2 separate regions of the Mus musculus genome follow, and region 1 is linked to region 2. The links are chromatin contacts, called in public promoter capture Hi-C maps. All regions are on one chromosome and are shown on one strand. The core of a region is the stretch at or near the end of the contact, and the rest is flanking DNA. Distances in the headings are between cores, read along the strand shown. Region 1 overlaps Prkag2 (protein kinase, AMP-activated, gamma 2 non-catalytic subunit). Region 2 holds the start of Prkag2os1 (protein kinase, AMP-activated, gamma 2 non-catalytic subunit, opposite strand 1).

Region 1 (6,006 bases), core at 907-3,406, 160 kb before region 2:
TCCGGGCTTGGTAAGATTTGAGTATCCAAGTCCAGTCGTAACCAAAAGAGAGGTAGCAGAATTTCCTGTGGTTTACCTCTGTCATTTCCTACTGTGTTTAAAGTTTGGAATCTCTGGTTCTCTCCACTTTCAATTGTCATAAGAACACCTCCAAATGAGGTCTGTTTAAAATCCAACGCGCACATCACCAAAATGGACCGCATTGCTTGGTAAAACGTGTGTGTGTGTGTGTGTGTGTGTGTGTGTGTGTGTGTGTTGTGTGTGTGTATGCATTTGTGCAAATGTGTGAGTGTATAGGTTAACATTTTTAAAAGATTTTATTTCTATATTTGTTTATGTGTGTGGGTGTGTCCAGTCCTCTGCCAGAGCAGCAGAGCTCTTAAGCTGAGAGCCATCTCTCCACCACTATGGATTTAACTCTTACTGTACCATGAAATAGGTGTGTCTGGCAACTTCATTGTACAGTGGAGAAAAATGAGGTCTACGGTCTACGTGGTTAAGTGACTTCCCACACTGCGGTGCTGCTAAATGACATCAGTAAGATTTGAATCCACGGAGAAGCTTCCAGCCTTCACAGTGTGCTTGGGGAAATGAGCCCCACAGTGCCTAACACAGGGTGGCCCTGCTGCGGGCAAGTGTGGAAAATGTTGGGTGCCCATTGTGTTTCTGAGGTTTTGGGCAGGCAGGACCCTGAGCTTGCTGAGTGGCAGCCCAGTTCTCCTGCTCAGCCATCAAGGTGTGGTGTGCTTTAGGTCACAGACCTTCAAAGCTAGAGCACCTGAGATCAGCCATTGACTCTAGATGACCCAACTCCCAGCCCCGAGATGCAGCTGAAAGGGAGACCTAGTTCTGGAGCTTTCTAGTTTATGTAGGAACAAAGAAGAAGACAGTCCTGGGGAAAGCCCCTGGTTTTTCTTCCTCACCCCATGCCCTCAGCCTCCACCTTACCCCTCCCATGAGGCCCTTAGTTAGGAATTGCTTCGAAAGCAGCTTTTTCCTTCTGGAAACGTCTTTGGTGGCTGCTGTCAACTCCAGCCTGCTTATTCATTGTCTCTGTGCATGACTTCCTTTCTGAAGTCCACAATACTGGACTGGGGTCCTCTCTGTCTTCTCTTCTTCTTGTGCCCCAGCTTGAGTCTGGGAGGGGACCCAAGAGACAGAGCAGGAACAACCCGCCTTAGACAAGAAACAGGCATAAATCCCTTCTTCCTCACTCCCAACACCCATGCTGTGAGCGGACTCCTCTCCCAGGCAATAGCCCCCACTCCTCAGGTCTGGGGAGCTTTACCCTAGATTAGCAGATGAACTTGTATGAGAAAGTCACATTCAGTCAGGGATGATGGCGCAGTTGGAGAGTATGCCTCTTATATAGGAGTGGAGCCCTGTATAAGGACCTGTATTAGATGCAAGCCAGAGCCCCTTGTGTTGTGGGGTGTCAGTCATCAGGACAGGGGCAGGGGAAGGTGGGCCTGGACAAAGGAGAGAGAGAGTGTGTGTTATTTGCCTCAAATCCTTACATGCTTCTTCATGCAACATCTTATTACAAAGGGCTCCACTGTAGCAAACATGAAAGAAAAACCCTTTCACATCTGACTTCTGATCTTTGGACTGTGCACACGTCAGGTTTGTTCAGCCATGTGCAAAGTGGATGGGGCCATCTTCATCATCAGGCAGAGGGTAAAAATCAGGAGTGTCTGGGTTCTTGCCTTGGCCCACACCAGTCAGCTGTGGTATCACAGGCAAGTCACTGGCCTTGTGGTCTTGTGGGACTAAGGGTTTTTTGGTGTGTGAATGGTGAGTCTGTCCTTTGACAAGTGACATATTTAAATACTAATGAGTGGTACAGTCCACATGTGAACTCTTGGTACACACAGCAGGCTTCGAATGAAGGGTCAGACAGGTCCATAGTCTGGTGACAGGGGAGCTGGTGACCCTGGGGGCAGTTTCTAAATGCTGTGGGATTCCAAGCAGTAGCTCAAGGCTCTTTAAGACCTCAGAGCATTCAGAGATGGTATTGACAGATGAACGACTGTTCTGTGGAAGTCCTGACATAGGTTTGGAACGATTCCGAGTGTCTCTGCAGTTCAAAAGACTGTCTTAAGCTCCAGCTCCATGCACAGGACTGGGCCACGCTGCCTGCCACAGAGCTTTGGCCTCAGCTCTTTTGTGCACTTTCTGTTTAGAGACAGGCCTGATAGCTAGGGACAGAGTGGTCTGTACACAGAAAGGAAACCTTAGAATAGTTTCCAGTTTCCTGTGATGATTGTAGGTGGCAAGGTCGGACCTGTTCTGGGCTGTTTGGCAGATTCTCTCTGAGCTCTGCCTTCGTCTGTCTGTCTGTCTGTCTCTCTTTCTTTCTTTCTTTTTCTTTTTTTCTTTTGCAGAGATCAAACTCAGACCTATATCAAGTATGTTCCTACAGAGTCACGGTCAAAGCCCAAAGGTTTGTGTTGTTTTTAATGGCAAAGCTCCATAGCATGGTCATTTGAGGTTATGGGCTCAGGTCAATGGTGTCTGAGCCCAGGGGCAAGCAGCTTGGGGAGAAAAAAAAAGGCAGGCTCTGCAGGGGTTCTAGCCTTCCCTGAGCTGCCTAGCAAGCCATGCATTGCAGACTCCTAAGGATTCCTACAAGGCCCAGTGGACCTCTCCGGAGGGTTGGTGTCCAGTCACCCTTTGAGAGGCTGCTAGGCCGGTCTGCATAGGACAGAGTTGCTGAGTGCAGGGGCAATGCTGGGCAGAGACTCCCTCTTGCTTCAGGGGCTCACCACGACTGCTGCCCTGGCCTCTGGCCTGAGACTGCAGCTGTCAGACAGGGGTAGTAGCACCAGCACTAGGGAGGGAGGAGAGAGATTCACTGAGCAGCATCTCTGTATTGAACTTATAGGTGCATGGCCAAAGATGGTGTGCCATCAGGCCAGTGTTTATGTTAGATCCTAGGATACTAAGAAATCCACTCAGGTGGCTATCCACAGACAGGAGTAGAAGGCACAAGATTTATATACATGTGTGCTCTGGATTTCTGGGCTTGTGTGTCACTAGTATGGTTCAAGAAATATTGTGCATGGCTTGAGGTTTTGTTGTTGTTGTTGTTTTTGGTTTTTGGGGGTTTTTTTTGGCCATATTTACTGTTTACTGTGTTTTGTGTCTTTGAAGTCACTGAATTTTTAAATGTAATTTCTTAATATACATGCTTAATCAGAGCCAGCTGGACAGTTTGATGTGACAATAATGTGCCCCAGAGACTATGGCAGCAATTGTATTTTACATAATTTATTTATTATCATTATGTGTGATGCAGATAGATGTTGTAACACATGTGTGAACGCTACTGACCAGCTTGGTGGAGTCTGTGCCTTTCACCTATATTCGGATTCCACTGATCAAACCCAGGTCATTCCGCCCTTCGGGGGTTCTATCTGCAAACACCTGTTATCCACAGAGCTATCTTGAAAGCCCTGTAGCCTCATTTTTCATTGCAGAAATAGTAAGTACAGACCACAGAGAAAAAAAAAAAAAACCAAAGATACAAAGAAGTGAAAGCAGGCAGATAAAAGGCTGGCAGTCTCAGAACAGTGTAGTCCGTACTGCAGTGCGGAGTCAGGCTGTGACGGAATCCGCAACATTACGGTCTCCATTTAGTAACTGTTCCACTTTGCTTTCTGTCACTGTGATGAACACCACCGAAGGCAGCTTGTGTGAGGGGAAGGTTACTTCAGCTTACAGGTTACAGTCCATCATAGAGGGAACGCCATGGCAGGACCCATGGAGGGAGGCTGCTTACTAGCTTGCTCCAGCCAGTCCAGTTCTCCCGTTGAGGCTCCCTCTTCCCCCGTGTGTCAGGTTGACAACGAAGCCTGCCCATCACAGTGACCATGGTAACTCAGCTTCTCAGACGCTTGTTTTCCTTATTCTTGAGGAACCGTCTGAGGGAGTGGGGTGGGGAGGTGACTCAGTTAGTGAAGTGTTTACTGTGTAAGCCTAATCACCTGAGCTTCATCGCCAGAACCCATGCAAAAGAGAGAGAGAAAGAAACTGGTGGGGGCTGGGCGCAGCGTGCTGTAAGGCACTGGGAGGCAGAGTCACAAGGAGCTCAGGGAGGCTGGCTGGATTCTCGCTGAATCCGTGAGCTACAGATTCACTAAGAGGCCCTGCCTCAAAAACCATGGAGCAGAGTGACTAAGGAAGGTGCGTAGCGTCAACCTCTGAGACCCCCACATACGTGTGCATGCGTATGTGTACACACCACACACATATGCTCTCGAGAGCGCACACACAGAGACAGAGACAGAGACAGAGACAGAGACAGAGACAGAGACAGAGACAGAGAAGAAAATAATGTGACAGCCTCCTAGGTGGGCTGAAATGGCCCCTGCAAAGTGAACTGTGAATTCAGTGAAAACAAATCGGTGAAAACCTATCATATGTGTCAGCATAGAGATGCCAGCACAGGGTCCCTCATGGAGCTGGGAGAACTTCAGAGTCTGCAGGTGCCCGCCTGTAGGAGATTGTGAGGACTTTGAGTGACAGGTGCAGCAAGCCCAGGAGGTGAGAGGAGGGGAGCCTTTGGGCTGTATCCCTGCTAAAGAGAGTTTGTCCCTGGGTGCCCCAAGCTGTCAAGTCACTCTCTCTCTCTCTATCTCTCTTACTTGCTTGTCCCTCATTGGGGTCTAAGAAGGGTACCAGAATGACACTTGGAAAAGTGAGACAGGGGAGCTGGGGTTTGTGTCAGGGAGCATCCCACTATGGCTCCTCCTGAGGCTGGTTCATACCAGCAATGGTGTTCAGGTTCTGCCAGGACCTTCTGTCCAGTGGCGTTTGCCTTCTGAGAGAACTGACTCTGCCTTCTAAAGTGAGAAGGCAGACATGCCTTCCCCAAAGGGGAAACATGAGCCCCTTAAGCAGTCAATGGAGGCTGTAGGAGCAAGACTTCACACAGGTAAAGACCGGCCAGGCGTGTGTTTGGAAACTGCAGGGAACAGCACTTGCTTTGCTCCTCAGTCTCTTCAGCGATACCCTGACCCTGACAGGTAGGCAGAGCTGGAGATAGCCATGTGCTCCACAAGTCATTTGCAGGCACCTGCTCCCAAGTGAAGCACACCTACCCATCTGTTTCCCTGTTTTCCAGCTTTTCCAGGCAAAACAAATCCACCCCCCTCCCCCAACCCAGGCTTGTTCATATGCTTTGGAATAAAGCACAAAGCAGTAACACAGGTCCAGCTCATCCAGGGAGCTGGTTGGAGAGCCAGCAGGAGAAAATACTGAGGTTGGCCAGGTCTCTGGTATGGCCACTTGCATCATGCCCAGAGGGCTGCTTTCAGGATCTGCCCTCTGCTCGGTGGTATATACAGTGGGTTTTGCTAAGCTCTGTGTTGATTCTGGTACTGCCCTCTGGCTCCAGAATAATCGTGCACATCTCCAGCTGATACTCATTTTGCCTAAATGCTTGTTCATCCATTATCCCAACAGCAACCCTGGAAGATGCTTAGAGCCAGTATTTCCACACAGATGGTTTTCTAAGAGGCAGGACCGGGGCGGCCCAGAGAAGGACTGAGCTGTGACACAGACCTGGATTGTTTAGGCCTGAAAAGGACCTTGCAGTATATCATTGTAACATTGCTCAGGTTACAGGAGAGAAAACAGTTTCAGCTTTGAGTGACACTTGAGGCGCATGGCCGCTTATGACAGCTGGAGCCATCAGGTGAAAGGTGGCTGCCGGGTCCCTTCTTGGGCTGAAAGTGACCTCAAGAAAGCCATAGGCTTGCCTAGCTCTGTCAGTAAAGTGCATGCCACACAAGCATGCCAGTCTGAGAATGGCCACCAGAATTCACACTAAAAACTGGATGTGGCGGCACACACTTGTAACCCCAGTGCTGGGAAGGTGGAGATGGGAGTTTCTGGAACTCATGGCAACCAGCCTAGCCCAATCTGTGACCCCCAGGTCCTGTGAGAGACACTCAAACACACAAGGCGATTAACTCCTGAGGAACCACATCTTAGGTTGTACTC
Region 2 (6,021 bases), core at 826-3,325:
AGAGAGGTTCAGGGTTAAGGTGACTTGCGGCAGTGGTGTTCCCCATCTGCCCTTGCTGATTGGTTTCTCCTCACCTTCGTCATCTGTCCCAACACCAGCACCCTGGGTTCCCTCCCGCCCTCACGGTTCTCCATGGGCAGATTCCAGACCTCACTCACACAGTCTTACTGTGGGAAGCCGGGCTAACTGAGTCCAGGGTGATCAGAAATAAGGAAGGAGCTGGTGCGTGATAGCTCACATGGTTACGTTTGCTGCTCCAGCGTGGTGTTGTAGTTTGCTTCCTGCCTCTGTAACAAACCCCATGACCAAAAGCAACTTAGGGAGAAAGGATCTCTCACCCCACAGCTTGTAGTTCATCATGAAGGAAAGTCAGGGCAGGAGCCTGGATGCGGGAGCTGAGGCAGAGGCCATGGAATGATGCCACTTACTGGCTTGCTCCCCATGACTCGCTCTGCCTGCTTTCTTGTATCACCTGAGAAGCAAGGATACAGGCAGGGGCCCAGAAAAGGCTCCACCCACAGCAGGCTGGCCCTCCCACATTTATCACTAACTGAGAAAATACCCCCACAGACTTGCCTAAAGGCCAGTATGATAGAGGTATTTTCTCAATTTAGGTTCCCTCTTCCCAGGTAACTCCAGCTGGTGTCAGGTAGCCAAAAAAAAAAAAAAAAAAAAAAAAACAAAAAACAAAACAAAAAACTAGACAGCAAAAAATGCAGATCTAAACTCAATCCCCAGCACCCACATATAAAAATCTGGTAATATATAATCATGGTAATATAGGTTTGTAATCCCTGCACACTGGGGAAGCGTAGACAGGCAGATCTCTGGAGCTTACTGGCCAACCAGACGAGATGAATTGCCAAGATTCACTGTAAGAGCCTATCTCAAAAACTAAGGTGGAGAGCAATGGAAAAAGACATCCAGTAGCCACCTCTGGCCCTTACCCATACATGCACCCAAACATGCATGCTTACATGAATGTGCGCGCGCGCACACACACACACAGAGCGTGTGAGAGAGAAATCGCGAGCACCAGAGCGAGCAGGGACCACTCTGGGAAAGTAAAACATCTCGGAGCTCAGGCCCTGGCGTGTGAAGACTTGGCTGCCTTTCCTTGGGTAATCAATCCACAGAGCTCCTGAAGCTTTGTTTTAGTATTGCTATCACTATGGGTTGTATCTGCCAAACACAGGCCTGGCGCTTGGTAACCACTTGCTTGCTTTCCATTCCTCCTTGGAAGTCAGACTCCAGAGCATCCAATAACCAGTGTACCAAAAAAAAAAAAAAAAAAAAAAAAAAAAAAAAAAAAAAAGGGGGAAAGAAAACAAACAAAAAACTGTGCCCACTATTCTTACCTGGTGGGAGGGAATTGCCTAAAGGGAGTGAAGATGGGTTCTCTGTGGAGATGGCACACCTTGGGCACTGCAGCAGTCTGGCCCTCCGTGGCGTCACCATACATGAACAGGTGCACAGTTTCTATGTGGTATTAAATTTTCATGAGGATGGAGAATCCAGGGAGGCACTGAGAGCCTATGAAGCCTTTCCTTCTCCCTAGAATCTCGGGGCTTTTAAAAGTGAGCCTCTGCAGAGTCAGCCTGCCGGTTTGTTGGCTGTGACATGAGGGGTGCTGACCTCTGGTGGTAGACATGTCAAAGTGACAGGTTCAGAAGGTCTGTCTGTGCTCTCTGAACTCTGACCTTCTCTGGCTGAGTTTATAGGCCAGGGATAAATTGATTCTTGACCACAAGAATAATTAAGATTGTATGAAATATCTGTAGTAGAAAACTTCCTGCCTAGCTTACCCTGTATTTAACATATTGCCACATGTTTTAGTATATCCAAAGTCAGGTTCAAACATATCCTAACGGTGTCCTAGGCTTAAGAAGGTACAGGAGTTGTCCTGTGGACTGTGCTTTGGAAGGTGTCTGCACCCCAGAAGTTTCTGGAATGAAATTTTAGTCCCCGTGTAACGTGGAAAGGAGATGTATCGTCTCCCAGGTATTGATTGGTTCTTCCTAGGCATCCTGGAAAGGATGAAGCCAGCCTCCCCGCTGTCTGGCTTCTTCTCTGTCCATAGAGCCACACCCTCTTGTACCGGCTGCTGTGTGATGCTCCCCCCCCACCCCCCATTATGACACAGCCAGTAGGACACTCAGCACACATAAACGCTATGCTCCTTAGGTCTTCCCGCTACCAAAATCATGAGCCAAGTAAATAGCTGTGTATTTTGTCCAAGAAGCAAAATCAGGCTAAGACAGACAGGAAAAGGTCGTGTTACCTAAAAGGAAAAAAAAAAAAAAATACCTGACTGGTTTAAACAAACAGGAAAGTGCATAGAGTGGTTGGATAGCAAGAAGTGGAACATATCACCAGCCTTGGCAAGTGCATGGAACCAAGTAGAAAGTCATTAGGAACCAAGGTAACACCTCCCATCACTCTGCTAGGGACTCGTGAACTTCCCTCCAGAAGACTGTCTTTCTACTTTATAGGCACCCCACCAGGGTCCAGGCCCCATCACTATCCAAATGGAACTCCATCCCACTCGCCAGAGTCCTGGGCCTGTCTCTGACCTTTGTGGCTTCCAGCTTCACCTGTCAGGTGTAAACAGGAACGGTGTTGATTGTCCAGCAGCACTGGAAAAATTGGAAAAGCATTTTTAATGTTCTCTTCTCCTAGATCTTTTGATGACTACTAGCATATACTGTGGAACTATGCTGAGTCTCAGATAACCCTAAGGCACAAAGCATTACACACACACACCCTGGGTCATAGAAGAGCAAAGTCAGAAGAGAAGAGGTGAGCCTGGCAGTGGTGCCTTTAATCCCAGCACTTGGGAGGCAGAGGCAGGTGGATTTCTGAGTTCAAGGCCAACCTGGTCTACAGAGTGAGTTCCAGGACTGCCAAAGATACACAGAGAAACCCTGTCACGGGGGTGGGGGGAGGGGGGGAAGAGGTGAAGTGCCCTCTTTAAGATGGCATATAACATTCCAGAGACTCCCCTAGAGTCAAGCCCATGTTGGAGGCCAATGTGAGGTCATCTTCCTTTCAGAAGATTACCATGGTCTCCTCTTTATTCTTTACTCCAATTCTGCCCTGCATCCAAACTTGCCAAGGTTAGCACAAACTTATCTTCCCCAAATCCAGTGGCCAGCAGTCAACCCTCGTCCCCATCTTAACCTGGAGTCCACAGAGTTGCCCCGTGCCCTCTTCTCAACGCTCATCCTTAATCTCTAAGGCATGGCTGGAGAGGTGGCTTGGTCCCTGGTGGGTTCCCCACCATAGCTGGTTGTAGATACCCTCTGTGGTTCTTTCTCTTCCCTTTGCAGCCAGTGTAACATGGCGTGACTCACAGCTCCATGCAGTCATCCTTCCTAACTGAATGGAAGAAACCAAATGTTCCTGTGGCTCTATCTGAGGCCTACTTACCTTCACACTGGTCCTCACCTAAGAGAGTGCTCACTCCTGGCTCTGACCCGACGTATTCATACTGGCCAGCATTTGGTTTCCTTACCACGAAACTTTAGTGTCTAAGGATGTCCAGCACACCTCTCTGGCCAGGCCTCTGTCCTTCACAGGTCGCTAGCTATCAAGACCAGCCACGATCCCTATAGTCTTCTTGCCTTCCTGATCTCTTCTCCCCTTCCCCACCTCCCCATTTCTCTTTCTTTCTGTCCTACAAGGAAGGGATGGAAAGAAGCAGGAGGGACCCCTAGAGTAGGTGAGGTTGGTCATGGAACACGTATGAAGGATTGAAGGGGACAGAGCAAGCTACAGAGATGTGCTTGGCTGGGGACCAAAAGCAGCCTGTGAAGGAAAACCCAGGCGGCATGCCGTCATTGAGTGAAGTCAGGGAAGGAACCTGGAGGCAGAGGCCATAGAGGAATGACCTTGCTCCTCATGGCTTGCTCAGCCTCCATTTTTATACAACCCAGGATCACCTGCCCAAGATTGGCATTACCCATAGTGCCCTGGGTCCTCCCACATCAACCATTAATCAAGAAAATGTTTCAGTCTTGCCTTTAAGCCAATCTGATGGAGGCATTTGCTCAGTTACAGGTTCCACATGAATCAACATGTATGAAATCGACAAACCCAAGCCCTAGCCAGCGCATGTCCTCTTTCTTCCTCTCCCCTTCTTTCACTTTGTTCCCCCAGCTGCCTCACCCACCTCCCGGGATTGCTTTCTAAGCACTGCCTCTGTTCCTGCCAGTCCAGCCCTCTGCATCCTCTCTCTGCACCTTGCTAGAAGCTTTCCATGAGCACACTCGCCTGTTCTTGGGGTCCACTCCTGCCTCCCTCCCTCCCTCCCTCTGCTTCCCTCTTCCTCCTTGCAGCATCCCTCCAGCCCTCTTTAAAGTCCTTTGCCACCTGGAGCACACACCCGTGTGCACACACACCAACTCCACCAAAACTCTGTCTTCTTCTCAAGGGCTGTTCATTCATATATTCTCTCTCTCTCTCTCTCTCTCTCTCTCTCTCAATGGTTCTCCTGCCCTCTTCTCTTGTTAAGCCCTGTACACTTAACCTAGTCTTTAAAATGACCATAAGAAGCAGATCGCCTCATTTCCATTGCATAGAGGAAGAAAGTAAAAAAAGAACAGGCTTGCACATCTGAGCCAGACAGAACTTCACTAAGTATCTTAGTGCCCTATGGGGTCTGTCTTAGTCAGGGTTTCTATTCCTGCACAAACATCATGACCAAGAAGCAAGTTGGGGAGGAAAGGGTTTATTCGGCTTACACTTCCATACTGCTGTTCATCACCAAGGAAGTCAGGACTGGAACTCAAGCAGGTCAGAAAGCAGGAGCTGACGCAGAGGCCATGGAGGGATGTTCTTTACTGGCTTGCTTCCCCTGGCTTGCTTAGCCTGCTCTCTTATAGAACCCAAGACTACCAGCCCAGAGATGGTACCACCCACAAGGGGCCCTCCCCAATTGATCACTAATTGAGAAAATGCCTTACAGCTGAATCTCGTGGAGGCATTTCCTCAACTGAAGCTCCTTTCTCTGTGATAACTCCAGCCAGTACAGTTGACCCCTTGTCAACTTGACACACAAACACATCACTAGTAAGCCTCAACCCTTAGTTCTTATTCATCCCCAAGATCTTAAATAACTTTAAAAGTCCCATAGTCTTTACATATTAAAAGTTCAATCCTTTAAAAATATCCAATATCTTTTAAAATCCAAAGTCTTTTTACAATTAAAAGTCTCTTAACTGTGGGATCTACTAAAATATTTTCTTCCTTCAAGAGGGGAAAATATCAGGGCACAGTCACAATCAAAAGCAAAAATTAAACTCCACTGTCCAATGTCTGGGATCCAACTCACGATCTTCTGGGCTCCTCCAAGGGCTTGGGTCACTTCTCCAGCCATGCCCTTTGTAGCACACACGTTGTCTTCTAGGCTTCAGCTGCCTATACTCCACTGCTGCTGCTGTTCTTAGTGGTCATCTCATGGTACTGGCATCTCCAAACACTGCTGTCTTCCACTGTAACTAGACTTCACCAACAGCCTCTCATAGGCTCTCTTCATGGTGCCAAGCCTCAACTCCTTTGCATGACCCCTTCAGTTCTGGGCCATCAATTGCAACTGAGGCTGCACCTTCACCAATGGCCTTCCATGGCCTCTCACAGTGCCGAGCCTCAGCTGCTCTGCGTGACCCCTTCATGCCTTCAAAACCAGTACCACCTGGGTGACTCTTACACATTACCAAGTCCAGCCACAGCACAAGGTACAACCTTGGTTATCTCTGGAACACAGCCACTGTGCTCTCAGAAAACACTTCCTAGAAGATGTCACCTCAATGATGCTGGTCTCTTCTTAATCACCACTAATTTCTTAGCTCCAGCTAACCAGTATCAATAGTCCCAGTAATGCAAAGTTTTCACTTTAGTAGTTCTGGTATCTTGTTAATCACAGCTGATTCGTCAGCCTCAGCTAACCTGAACTACAGAATCTTCACAATCCAAAATAGCAATGGCCCTGAAAAGAGTCTTTAATCTTCCCTCTGAAATTTC

What was found. Promoter capture Hi-C pulls out the DNA fragments that hold promoters and counts their contacts.
Region 1: a promoter capture Hi-C map of liver shows a contact between it and region 2, with 2.4 times the contacts expected there. The contact joins the enhancer-like site here to the promoter of Prkag2os1 in region 2. A contact is called at or near these places in 2 of 39 promoter capture datasets (liver and pre-B cells), 2 of 484 Hi-C or Micro-C datasets (the N1E-115 cell line and myocytes), 1 of 115 datasets of contacts at active chromatin or transcription factors (embryonic stem cells) and 1 of 9 other capture datasets (adipose tissue).

What each region holds. Positions count from the first base shown.
Region 1 is chr5:25,060,656-25,066,661 of GRCm38.p6, reverse strand. The region is part of intron 1 of Prkag2 (protein kinase, AMP-activated, gamma 2 non-catalytic subunit); the gene reads left to right. Among named protein-coding and RNA genes, the nearest start is that of Gm42232, 36 kb to the left of the region's middle. Within about 2 kb of position 2,156, at least 9 of the 459 cell types and tissues checked have an H3K27ac peak or open chromatin away from gene starts, as enhancers often do. A contact at or near this core is called in liver, where this site is marked.
Region 2 is chr5:24,898,623-24,904,643 of GRCm38.p6, reverse strand. Prkag2os1 (protein kinase, AMP-activated, gamma 2 non-catalytic subunit, opposite strand 1) reads right to left here and starts at 2,075. Exons shown (of 7, transcript NR_040684.1): 1 at 1,806-2,075; 2 at 1,359-1,479; 3 at 159-287. The region is part of intron 5 of Prkag2 (protein kinase, AMP-activated, gamma 2 non-catalytic subunit); the gene reads left to right.